Linked DNA regions of Mus musculus: region 1 is linked to region 2. Evidence: chromatin contacts called from public promoter capture Hi-C data. All regions are on one chromosome and are shown on one strand. The core of a region is the stretch at or near the end of the contact, and the rest is flanking DNA. Distances in the headings are between cores, read along the strand shown. Region 1 holds the start of Lin7a (lin-7 homolog A (C. elegans)). Region 2 overlaps Acss3 (acyl-CoA synthetase short-chain family member 3).

What was found. Promoter capture Hi-C pulls out the DNA fragments that hold promoters and counts their contacts.
Region 1: a promoter capture Hi-C map of liver shows a contact between it and region 2. The contact joins the promoter of Lin7a here to the enhancer-like site in region 2. A contact is called at or near these places in 9 of 39 promoter capture datasets (cranial neural crest, embryonic stem cells, frontonasal cranial neural crest and 5 more), 5 of 484 Hi-C or Micro-C datasets (cerebellar granule neurons, cerebral cortex, liver and 1 more), 7 of 115 datasets of contacts at active chromatin or transcription factors (embryonic forebrain, embryonic hindbrain, embryonic stem cells and 4 more) and 1 of 9 other capture datasets (embryonic stem cells).

What each region holds. Positions count from the first base shown.
Region 1 is chr10:107,269,886-107,276,068 of GRCm38.p6, reverse strand. Lin7a (lin-7 homolog A (C. elegans)) reads right to left here and starts at 4,238. Exons shown (of 6, transcript NM_001039354.1): 1 at 4,127-4,238. The coding sequence starts at 4,208.
Region 2 is chr10:106,952,674-106,958,556 of GRCm38.p6, reverse strand. All of the region lies in intron 11 of Acss3 (acyl-CoA synthetase short-chain family member 3), which reads left to right. Among named protein-coding and RNA genes, the nearest start is that of Acss3, 170 kb to the left of the region's middle. Within about 2 kb of position 1,411, at least 3 of the 459 cell types and tissues checked have an H3K27ac peak or open chromatin away from gene starts, as enhancers often do. A contact at or near this core is called in liver, where this site is marked.

The sequences.
Region 1 (6,183 bases), core at 2,989-5,488, 310 kb before region 2:
GCAAGAAATGTATTTTAACATAATCTGTAGTATGTAACAGGCAAGAAATGTATTTTAAATGAACAGATGAGTGACTTGTTTGTATGCCCCAAACAAGCAAGTAAACAAACAAACAAACTTTCCTAGCAGCTCTTGTGACAGAAATTAGAATTTTCATTTGTCTAGCTTCTCAATAGACACTGGTCCCAAAATAAAGTGTGACTTATATTACGGTCTCAATAAGTAAATGAATAATATCAAGAAACAGTTAAAAAAAAAAAGGAGTCTACTCTGTCCACAGCTACCCTGTGGTCTGCAATGCTGGCTGGTCCAATGTCATGATGGCAGTTTAACAGTTTTGGTATAGAGACAGATATGTGAAAACACTCCAGGCACTCTTTTTATTCCTTAGGGCTATCCTGGATCTTCAAGTCTTGTTTCCCAGACAGAAAATCAAGATGGGTGTGACTTCTAAGAGTCTTATTTTAAGTTATCCTATAGGAATTTGAGGCAAGTAAGTCTTAATTTCAACCCTGTAGCTTTGACTTGTTTCCTTAAAAACTTGGGCATTAGGAATTTGGGTCTCTGATATAGCTGTCTTTTGTGAGACTATGGCGGGGCCTAGCAAACACAGAAGTGGATGCTCACAGTCAGCTATTGGATGGATCACAGGGCCCCCAATGGAGGAGCTAGAGAAAGTACCCAAGGAGCTAAAGGGAACTGCAACCCTATAGGTGGAACAACAATATGAACTAACCAGTACCCAGGAGCTCTTGTCTCTAGCTGCATATGTATCAAAAGATGACCTAGTCGGCCATCACTGGAAAGAGAGGCCCATTGGTCATGCAAACTTTATATGCCCCAGTAGAGGGGAACGCCAGGACCAAAAAGTGGGAGTGGGTAGGTAGGGGAGTGGGGGGGAGGGTATGGGGGACTTTTGGGATAGCATTGGAAATGTAAATGAGGAAAATACCTAATAAAAATATTTTTTTTTAAAAAAAGGAATTTGGGTCTGATAATTGTGAAGCTGTGCAGCTTTAACAGTCTGAAATTCAGGTGTTCTGACTTGGGTCTCATCGTTCGGCCACCTACTGGAGACTTTAGGTCACTGCAAGCTTCTGGAGTTCCATTTGACACACTCTATGGCATATATATGGATTTTTTTTTCTACTCCTATGGATACTATGATGTTCATATTGACACCCCCCCCCAGCTGTGATACTGTCCAAATGGACTCTACATCCTTGATTCCAAAGGACACCAATTGAGAACCAAATCGCCTACTTAGAGGTAGCATAGCCTTAAGAATATTAATGTTTCTTTTCTGTAAATGAAAATCCTAGAAAAGAACCAGGAGTCCTAACCATACCTCCTCTGATTGCAGAAGATGCACTTGGTAGTTCCTGACACAAATCCCATTTCCTTCTTTCCTGTTGCCCACTAGTTACAATCCTCCTTAGGCCCGAGATGCCACATTCCCTTTAATCCCAGCACTCAGGAGGCAAAGGCAGGCAGATCTCTGAGTTCAAGGCCAGCCTGGTCTACAAAGCAAGTCCCAGGACAGCAAGGACTACATAAAGAAACCCAGTCTTGCTAAACAGGTGTGGCTGGTAGAGATCCACCAAGTGAATCTGGGAACGGTTCATAGCCACCGCCTTACGTGCTCCTTTCTAGCATCCTTGCTAGCTCTGCAGGGCCATAACCTCATAACTGTACCCCAGTTCCGTATGAAATCTGTATAACAAACAGTTCTCCATTTACTCCAGCTTCAGTTCACTATCACTAGTCTACATTGACTTTATACTCCATCACAAGTCAGGGATGATGAGAAATTCAAAGATGGGTTAAGAAATGGCTTCGTCCCTCAAGGAGCTTTACACATTGGGGGAGACTAAAGGAAAGAAGGATTGTAAATTATAAAGGCTTTGATGGAGCCAAAAGCTTTTGAGTGAGCAAATTTAGAGTGTATAACATGGGCCACCAACGTATCAAATGGCACTCTGGAAACTTGGAGTGACCCAAAATCGCCAGTAGGTGGCCAAACGCTGAGCCCTAAGTTGGGTTAACCGAATTACAGGCTGCTAACACTGCACATCTTCACAATTATCAGACCTTCATGTCCTAATGCCCAACCAAACCAGGACAAAGCTTAGAATCACATATTCCATCAACCTAATAAAATTACTTAACTTGGTGTACTATCATAGTGAATTAGAGGGAAGATAACTTCACGGACTTCTTACACACAGAGCACTTAAAGCCAGTGGTTCAATAATTCAGATGTTCCCATAGATAACCTGACTGGGCTTCCTTTGTTACTTACTCTACAGATCTAATCACAGAAGGACAGGTACCCTCTGAATATAAACAAGAACACACTTTAAATCTTGGTCTTCTCTAGATAGCTGACTGGGGTGTCCAAGGGCTAAGATAAACTTCCCCAAAGTGGACTAGTTGCATTGCTAATAGTAGTGGTGGGATGTAAATTTGCTTGAGTATGTTGTCTTCTTGGAGTGTTTGCATCTAACATAGTTAGAACTTGGGTTGTTTAATATAGTTAAACTTGGGGTGTTTAATGACTGTAATTCAGTAATGGGACAATAGAAGAGCTCATCACATTAAAACAGAAATAACTTGGGAAACCCATCGTTTTTAATAGCCTGCCATCTGTTTGGCTCTTACCAGCAATGGATTTATCCTGCTTAGTACAGATGATATTGGGACTAAAATCATAGATTATACGACGGACTTCTGAGCTCTTTACTCTTATTAATCTGTAAACGAACATTTCCCAACATAAAAATCAATTATTTTTCAACTCTTACCCTAAGTAAGGTTGCTATGGGCACCGCATAATATCCGTTCTGGCACCAACAGATTGAGTTAAAGTCACCAGAGATCTCTCCACATTAAGAACCTCAAATACAGTTTACCAGCTTTGCCACTGTGCTCGCTGTACGATGCTCTTTTTGCTTTGCTGGGCCGCTAGTTTAATCCTCCAGAAAGAGAAATTTTAGAGGGACAAGGACTAAATCATTTTCTTCTGAGCACAGCATTTTCAAATGACTGCACCGGGTCCTAAGCCCCGCCGCTGCGGACCCAGAGCTAGAGGTGCCCTCTCTCTGCAGAGCTGGGGACTCTGGAGCCCTAATAACTAACTGGACCTGGTGAGGCAGAAAGGAAACTCCCATCCACCGCCAGGTACTACTCGGGTGCACTCAGCAGGGCCCGATCCTAGAGAAAGGTTTGGAAAGGTTTGGAAAGGTTTGAGCAAAAGCTCTTTCCGTTTCAGCCAAAGAGTAGGACGCACAGGTCACAGGCTAGAAGTTAAACAGTTACCCAGCCTGCGCTTTGTCTCCGCGCCTTCTGCAGCCCAGGCACTGAGGTACACTTGACTGGTGAAGAACAAGGTTTGCTGGAGCAGGAGACAGGAGTTGCTACCTCCCTGGAACTGCAGGCTGAGGGAGTACCAAGACCAGAGCCGCAGCTCCGAGCGGGAAGCTGGAGCCAAGCCGGCTCGGCTCCGGATGCGGTGTCCCTGAGCCAGCGAAGGTTGCCCGAGCTCTGCTCTGCCCTTTCGCCCGAGGGCAGCGCCCTAGCCAGGCAGTCCCGCGGCTTTGCACCCAGCTTCCCAGCCAAGCGCCCTGCCGCCCTGGGGCGATCTCCCAGTCACAACAGCTGCACAGACCCCTCATCTCCAGCGCGGGGACAAACTTCCTCCCTTCGGGTCCCCGCGCCGGCAGTTGGCAGCTAGCTTCCCCACTGGTCCCTTAGCAAGCTCTGGCTGGGAGAGCTTTCTCTGCCCCTCTTCAACCTCCAGTCACCAGCGCTCAGCGGTCCCGGCGCATCCTCTCCAACAAAGCCGGGGCCCGGAGGCGACCCGGCGAGGGACCGAGACTGTCAGCTGAAACATTCGAGCCCTGGCAAGCACCTACGCCCCGGAGAGCGCAGCAAGAAGGGGCAGCGGGGACCAGGAGAGGAGAGAGGGGAAGAAAGTGTCCTGCTCCGGGCGCGAAACCCTCCTGGGCTGATCCTCCTCCCCCAGCTGCCCCTGCCCGAGCGCATCCTGCCTTCCCTGTGGGACTGGGCAGGGCGGAGGGCGAAGCGGTGCGGACTGTGTGGCCTGACGGACCAGCCGCTCCCTTACCTCTGTCCAGAGTAAGCGGCTGGACCACTGTCAATGTCGCCATGTCTGCCGTGGGAGCCGAAGTGACGCTCGGCTTCAGCATCAGCAACCGCTTGTAGTGAGAAAAAGAGGAGGAGATTGGGGGCGGGGGTGGAGAGGGAAGACGGAAAGGAGGGGGAGGAGGGGGAGGCAGGAAGGTGGTGATGGAGGAGAAGAAAGCTCGGGTGGGTTGGTAGCCAGATGGAGACTCAACTGTTCCGCCGCGGCGAATCTTCAGTGCGGCGCCAAGCAGGGCAGGTAGCCGCGAGCGCCTGCCTGGCCAAGGAGCTGAGAAAGGAACGCTCAGCCCTAGAACTTTGCTCGCCCACCCGTCAGTAGCTCTGGGTGGCTGTAGCAGGTTTGCTGTCTTTCAACTTTCCACCTAAGCATAATGGTCAGAATGCACTCGAACCCAGAAGAAGAGGACTCAGAAACGGGAGAGAGACAGACAGGGGTAGAGAGGTGGGGGGACAGAATTCTTTTCAGATTAAGAAAAAATTTCAACCTCCCTTTCCACATCCCTTTCCAGAGGAAACGCCACTAGCCGTGGGAGATGTTGCTATATCATTGTAGTTGCTGTTAATTTCTGTTGAAGCTTTTTGTTTAGAACGTCCACTCTCAACAGCACAAGGTAACCGACTGAGGGCCAGGCAGGGTTCTGTTAAGTCAGTGTTCGTTTAGGACCTGGGTACATTGCCTAGGAAAATGACTTGCCTTTACAAGCAAACTTCCTTAAAAGGTTCTGAAATAAAAAACGAGTTGCTGTCAGTGAACAGTATTTATCAGGGACCCTCTCCTGTTAATCTGGAAGAAACTTGTATTCAGAGGTGCTATTTATTAATTAGCATGCATGACAAGAGTTGAGCCACGGATGTTTGGTGCCATTTGCTACATCTTAACCTGGGGATTCACTTTTGTTTTCTTTCTCTGCATCCTCCGAATTACAGGTAGATAATGTGAAAGGCCTTATTTCTGAGTCAGTAGATCACAGTTCAGTTCCTGGAGCCTTCAAATACTGACTATGAGCCTTAATCCCAACTTTCACTAAATGTTCACCAAGCCTCATTTCCTTATCAAACCATGAAGAAACATGGAGAAAGATCCTCTGGGCTTTACCGAGATTGGTGGACACAGAGCTGAGATGGCGATGCTGCCCTCCCTGTGACAGCTAAATCATCCTTGTGACCCAGAGACCCTCAGAGGTAGACCCACTGGGTTGCAGAGTATTTGCGTATGACCAAATGCTACGTTCTTCTAATGAGACTAAGAGGTGAGAAAGCTCAGAAATTCAGCAGGAATTGAAAAGTCAAAGATGACTGACCATCTAACTATGCAACAGATCATTGGATACATGCTGAACGTAGTCTTTCAATGTAGTCATCTTCTAAGAGTTTTAAGTTTAAGAACTTTAACCATGAAATTCAACTTTTCACAGCTCCCAGGATCTGACAAACTTGCAGTCCCTTGTGCATCCGCAGTTTCTTCATCCGTCAAATGAGGGACCAGCTTTACTCAATTGAAAAGTGATCAGATAATAGGAGGAAACTGATAGTAATTTGCAAGGTCTCTGCTGTTTCTGAGCTTTTGATAGAAAAGAATATATTTCCAAGATCATAAACATACAAATAACGTTATATGGACTGAGTGGGATATGTGTGTGTATATATATATATGCATATGTGTGTATATATATATATATATATATATATATATATATATATATATATGAATGATATATTTGTAAACAATTAGAGAAATAGAGACCATAATTAGATAAGAGGGGGCAGCATCAATACATAGAGAAGATTAGAGGTAGGAATCAGGGAAATTATGTAATTATACTTTAAAAATGAAGGAGAATAAAATGAAAGGATATACTCTTTCATGCTGCAGAGATGGCACAATGGTTAAGAACACATGTTGCTCTCTCGGAGGACTCAAGTTCAGTTCGCAGTGCACAGATGATTCCTAGCTCTGTCCTTCTGACTCCACCTCCAGGGTTCTTTGATACCTCTGGCTGCCTCAGCCACTGGCACCCT
Region 2 (5,883 bases), core at 162-2,661:
TATTTGTAGGGGTTTTATTTTTTTAAATAAGACCCCTCCCTAAAACTTGTTTATACACCTCTTGTTTTAAAAACAGTATTATGTATGTATGGGGTTGGGGAGTAGAGCAACCAAACATAAACCCCAAAACCTTGTGGTAATCTTAGGTTCTTCCATTTGCTGTATACGAATTATAGCATTCTAGAAGTCATTTCTTTATGGGTGACTTCATCAGAGAGCATTGGCGATGTCCCAACTCCCGCGGGCCCCAGAATGAAATAAACAGGATCCCTGTGTCCTTACTGTTTAATGGTAATTACTTTCATTTATAGGATTTGCATTTCTCTTAGAAGAGAAAACTTCACATCCACGTGGTTGTTAGAAAATTCTTTTGATTTTGAAGCCTACTGCAGCCAGTTAATTTACTGCGGCAGTTATGGTGTGTGAGTAGCTATGAATACAAAATGCTCATGAATTTTAGAAGGGGCTCCTGTAATTGCATCGAGAGTTCCAATGTGCAGAAATAAAACTGTGAGTCGGTAATTTCCAGACAACAGACCGCAGTGCCTTTAAGATTTTAACTGCAATTGCCTCCCTTCAAAACACCGGGCTCACTGTTATTAAAGCCATTGGTCTTCGACTCTTCCCCTCTCAGGGGCATCCATTTTTTTCTGACCAGGTCTATTGCTTCTATGGAAAGTACGGCTTGCCCGCTCCCTGATGTTTTCTCCTGACCTTGTCCCGGGGCAGCGGTAGGATGGCAGCGAATTGTGTGGAGTTGTCCAAACGGCTTTGCGTTCACTGTCTGCCAATTTCTCGTTCTACAGATATCGAACTCCTGACATTTAATGATGTTTGTTCACATCGTGACAGTTTCACACCAGCTACTTATTTATTGGGCTCCCATCTAGGGAAAGAGGGGAGAGTGTTTACTTTTGGGGACATCTCCCGACTAAGAACAAGTATGCCACAGGGTTATCTGCTTTCTCATAAATCCCAAATCTTGGTTTTAGTATGATCTTTTTTGCCTGGTAATAATACTGTGAGGGAGATTAAGAGAGACATCGCATCCTCAATTTTGACATATAAAACAAACAGTAGTATCAAGAGTATCATAGCCGGAATCCACGCAGTCTTTCCTTCATCCAGAGAGCAGGAAATGTTCTGGGACCTGTCTTTTAGGAATACAAAGTAACTTTGTATTGAAATCTGAAGAAACACTACACTCTAGACCACTGCAGGCACTACCAAAGGGACAAACATCGTGTTTCATTCCAGAATTCTTCAGGAAATAGGGATAAGGTCTGCATTCTGAAGCCCAGGGTTTCTGCATAGAATAGAGAATAAAGTTTATAGTTCAAGAGGAATGGTAGGCACCAGGAAGCTCTGCATTTTCGATAACTTGGGACTTTGCTCCTGTATCTGGCAAGTGACTATCTTGTCTTGTTTTTTAATGATTTCATAACACTCTGGTCTCCTCACATACAGGCATTGTTGCTGCCGTGGCTATTTCTTTTCCCATTCAGTGTGGTCTCTTTGAAAAGGGTATTATCTAAACTGAACTACTAATTTAAAATTAGAGAAAAAAAATCTAATTTCACTCTGCTTGCAAAAGCTAAGGAAAGTATTATAGGGGAGTAGAATTTGAAGGATGAGACTAGGAACTAGCAAGATCATTTGAGTATTTTTACATCTTTCATTTCTTCCAGCCCAGCTTACTGTGTTCATTTTGTATAATATCAGAAAAAGACCACATTGTACCATTATTTCAGAGGGAAGACTTGCTCTTCATGCTAGATAGTACTTAAGATATAATACAGTCAAAGTGCTTGCTTGGAATATTGCCAAAAATGTTGTCTCTATCTTGTCTGCATTTAATTTCTCTATTTATCATGTGTCTATTTATTTATCTATTATCATATATATGTATGTATCTGTCTGTCCCTCTATCTGAATGTGTGTGTGTATATATATATATATATATATATATATATATATATATATATATATATGAACATGATATATAGGTGTATATGTGTGTGTTTGTGTGTATATGTATGTGTGTGTGTACATATATCACAAATATTTTCAACTCTGAAACTTTTCTGCTATGCTTTTCTCTAGTGTCATAATGGGTCTATGGGTCTTACCTCAAAGTTCTCTGTTTAAACACCTTTTTAATATTCCAGAGAAAGTCATCTGAATTTATATTTTTAGCAACCCACCCTGCTAGTGAACAGCAGAGAGCACTCCACTCTTTTATCTTTAAAGAATGTTGAATTTGTGAAGAATTAAGTTGTTTTCTTGAGGTGTTTTGCTGACTTGAGATAGCTCTAGTTGTCATTTCTAGCAACACACATCTATTTCCAGATAAAAATTTCATTCTGGAAGTCTCTGGAAGTACAGAGTGCAAATAACTGCTGTAAAGCATTCTTTTCAAAGTATCTTGGGTAATTGCATTTTACATTACTTGATGGCGAAGGCACCATTAACTCTAGCCTTCCTGCTATTTGTGTTTTTAAATATTAATTTTTTACACTTCACTTTATGCCAGGATCTCCATGCATCAGAGATCATATCTTATTCCATTGCATTATTGATGCATGGCGGCACTGGGTGAGCAAAAGCAAGCACTGAAGAAATAGTAAGTCAACTAAATTGAAGAAGAAAATGAATACCTGACTTAACACAAATGGGAATTTGTGAACCAATGTTATAAATGAATGATTACTCTGGCATCATTTTGCTTCTCATATCTTCATTTTCCCTCTACAAACTATTTCCTCAATTAAGCCATTAAGAGGTGCCTCTCCTAGTTAAGTACACTATAAAATCTTTTAAAAAACCATTTGTATTGGTTATTTTATTTGTTTACATTTCAAATGTTATCCCCCTTCCGAGTTTCCACTCCACAACCCCCCCATCCCATCTTCCTCCCCCTACTTCTATAAGGGTGTTTCCTCACCCACTCCCCTCACAACTGATTCACTGCCCTAGCATTCCCTTACACTGGGGCATCAAGCCTTCACAGGACCAAGGGCATGACCTCCCATTGATGCCAGATAAGGCCATCCTCTGCTACATATGTAGCTGGAGCCATGGGGTCCCTGCATGTGTATTCTTTGGTTGGTGATTTACAAATTATATGTATGCATAGTGTAAGCCAGGTATGTTAGCACATGCTTTTAATCTCAGCACTCAGGAGGCAGAGGCAGAGGCAGCAAGGCAGAGAGGCAGAGAGGCAGAGAGGCAGGGAGAGAGGCAGAGAGGCAGAGAGGCAGAGAGGAAGAGAGGCAGAGAGAGAGGCAGAGAGAGAGGCAGAGAGGCAGAGAGGCAGAGAGAGAGGCAGAGAGAGAGGCAGAGAGGCAGAGAAGCAGAGAGAGAGAGGCAGAGAGAGAGGCAGAGAGGCAGAGAGGCAGAGAGGCAGAGAGGCAGGCAGAGGATCTCTTGAATTTGAGGTTAGCTTGGAGTTCCGGGCCAGGCACAGCCATGCAGTTATCTGTCTCATCAAACCCAAACAAACCAAAGGATACAGTCTCCATATATTCAACTCATGCTTTTTCCAGTATATTTCTGTTTTCTGCCCTACATTTCAGAAATGACAATCCTAAGAATCTTCATAATATCTTACTCAGATACTAAGTTTCAACATTAAATGAAGAATCCTACTTGAAAGCAAAGTTTGTCATTCATTTGACCTTGTGGGATGCCCAGTCGCTATTAGTTTTTTCAGACTTCTATAGATACATACTGTACTCTACTAGTTCTTCATTTACCTGAATTGATGTTTTTCTTAAATTTTCTTCTTTCTCTTCCATAAACTTTACCTCGATGGTCCCACTAATTTCTTTTTTCTTTTTTCTTTTTTTTTTGTTTTTTGTTTTTTGTTTTTCGAGACAGGGTTTCTCTGTATAGCCCTGGCCAGGTCCCACTAATTTCTAAGTGTTTTATTCTTCCTGAGCCATTCATGCAGGTTTATTTTCAAACTTATAGACATAGGATTATTATTCTTTTGTGTGTGTGCATGTCAATCCAGGGCTGCCCTTAAAGTACTCCTTCTAAGGGTTTGAATTACAGACATCATTCACACTACCTCAACAGGCATGGCTTTATCAACACTGTAAATGACAGCTCTGCTTTTTCAGTGTGAAAGTCAACTTTGCCATCTCTGTACTCCCCCAGTTAAATGAAACACAAGGAAAGAGAAGTTTTTGGTCCAAATAGGAGGCTGACACATAATTCATGGTATTCTCCAGTAGTGAGGTTTATTAAGATGGAAGGGCCTCAAGGCAATGAATCAAGCTTCAAGGTGAGAGGGAAAGTGTTAGATCAAGGCAAGATGATATATGTGACGATCTAACATGATAGGGTCTTAAAGGGAAGGAATGAAGGAGCATCATTATAATAAGAGATGAGCAAGGTTTGTGTGTGTGTGTGTGTGTGTGTGCATGTGTGCTGGTGGAATGTGAGGAAGCTGCACAAATGCTTATGAAACAGAATTTTGTGTTTTGTATAGATACAGTAAGAAAAACAATTATTTAACAATATGCTCCTTAGTATGCAAAGTCTCATGATGGAGAATGCATGCGTAGGTAGCTGGCCCACACTCCTGTGTTCCAATACTCTATTATCCTTACAGCGGTTTGGATATTGGTCATCATCTATTATCATAGCTTTACTTTCTTCTTTTTCCTGCAATGTAATAGAGAAGTTATTTCTGAAACTCATGTGTCTGTACAAAAATGTCATGAAGAAGGTTAGAAGGGGCTTTGTATCATGAGATTTTTTTGTGGGAGCAATTGAAAATGACCTCTTCAGTGTTCTGCCCCCTGTTGGAGTTATTCTCATTTATTTATAGATAATCTGCTTCACTCATTATTGTTGTTCCTCATGGCCCTTTTTGGGATGTGATTTTCCACTTAATGTCTGTTTTGCTTTTCTCCTTCTGGCATCTCCATGATACCCTTAATTTGATTATTAGAAGTTGTTCTGTTCGTTTTATGTTTCGGTCGTTTAAAATTGACTTTTACTTCTATTTGCAAAACGTTACCACGCTGATCAAGAACAAACTGATGAAGCAAAATGATTTTCATGGTGTTATAGAAGAATTAGCATAGTAAAGTCATTTGAAAGGGCCTAGGGGGGTTATCACCTTTCAGCCTGCTGCCTTTAAACAGATATAAGTGATGAACAGTAATGGTTTTAAGGGCTACAGGGGTAGCAATGAGTCAGCATTTCTGGAGCCTTTGCTGTTGTTCTGCAGTTTGGGATAACTGGATGCTTTCACATGCATTTTCTGTAATCACACAATGTCCCGAAATAATAGCATAGTACTATTGTTTTTAAGAGAGGAAATTCAAAGTCCTAATAAGGGGGAAATTGAGATAACCCTTGGTGGGAAAGGGAAGTGTCATCTTGGATACCCAGGTTGGTAATCTCAGCTGCTCTCACTTGTGTTAACACCCTCTGACCAATGGGGGGTTAAAGATCAGTGTCAGGAGTGCCTGGTACAGGATGGCCTTCTGACTATCTTGCCCCATCTTATCTCTGCATGGAAAAGTCTGTATGGGATGGAGGTGACAGGATGCCTTGTATGGGCAGTAACCACATCTGCTTCACTTTCCCTTTTATCTGTCATAAAATTGTGACATCATCACTTGACTTAGTACATGTTTTTTAACTGAATGAGTTGAAAGTCCTCATGTTGTCTCTTATTTAAATTTCCAAACTGTAAAGCACCTGAAATTTTTCTGTGTCCAGTAAAGTACTTGAGGCTACGACTAGCCATATTTTATTAGGAGCCATAAGAATTTATGTAGATTTCTATAAGCACAGATCACCAGTACTAGAGGTTAAGCCTTTCTGTGCAAATAAAGCAAGTTTGACAGTGGAGAGGAAGGCATG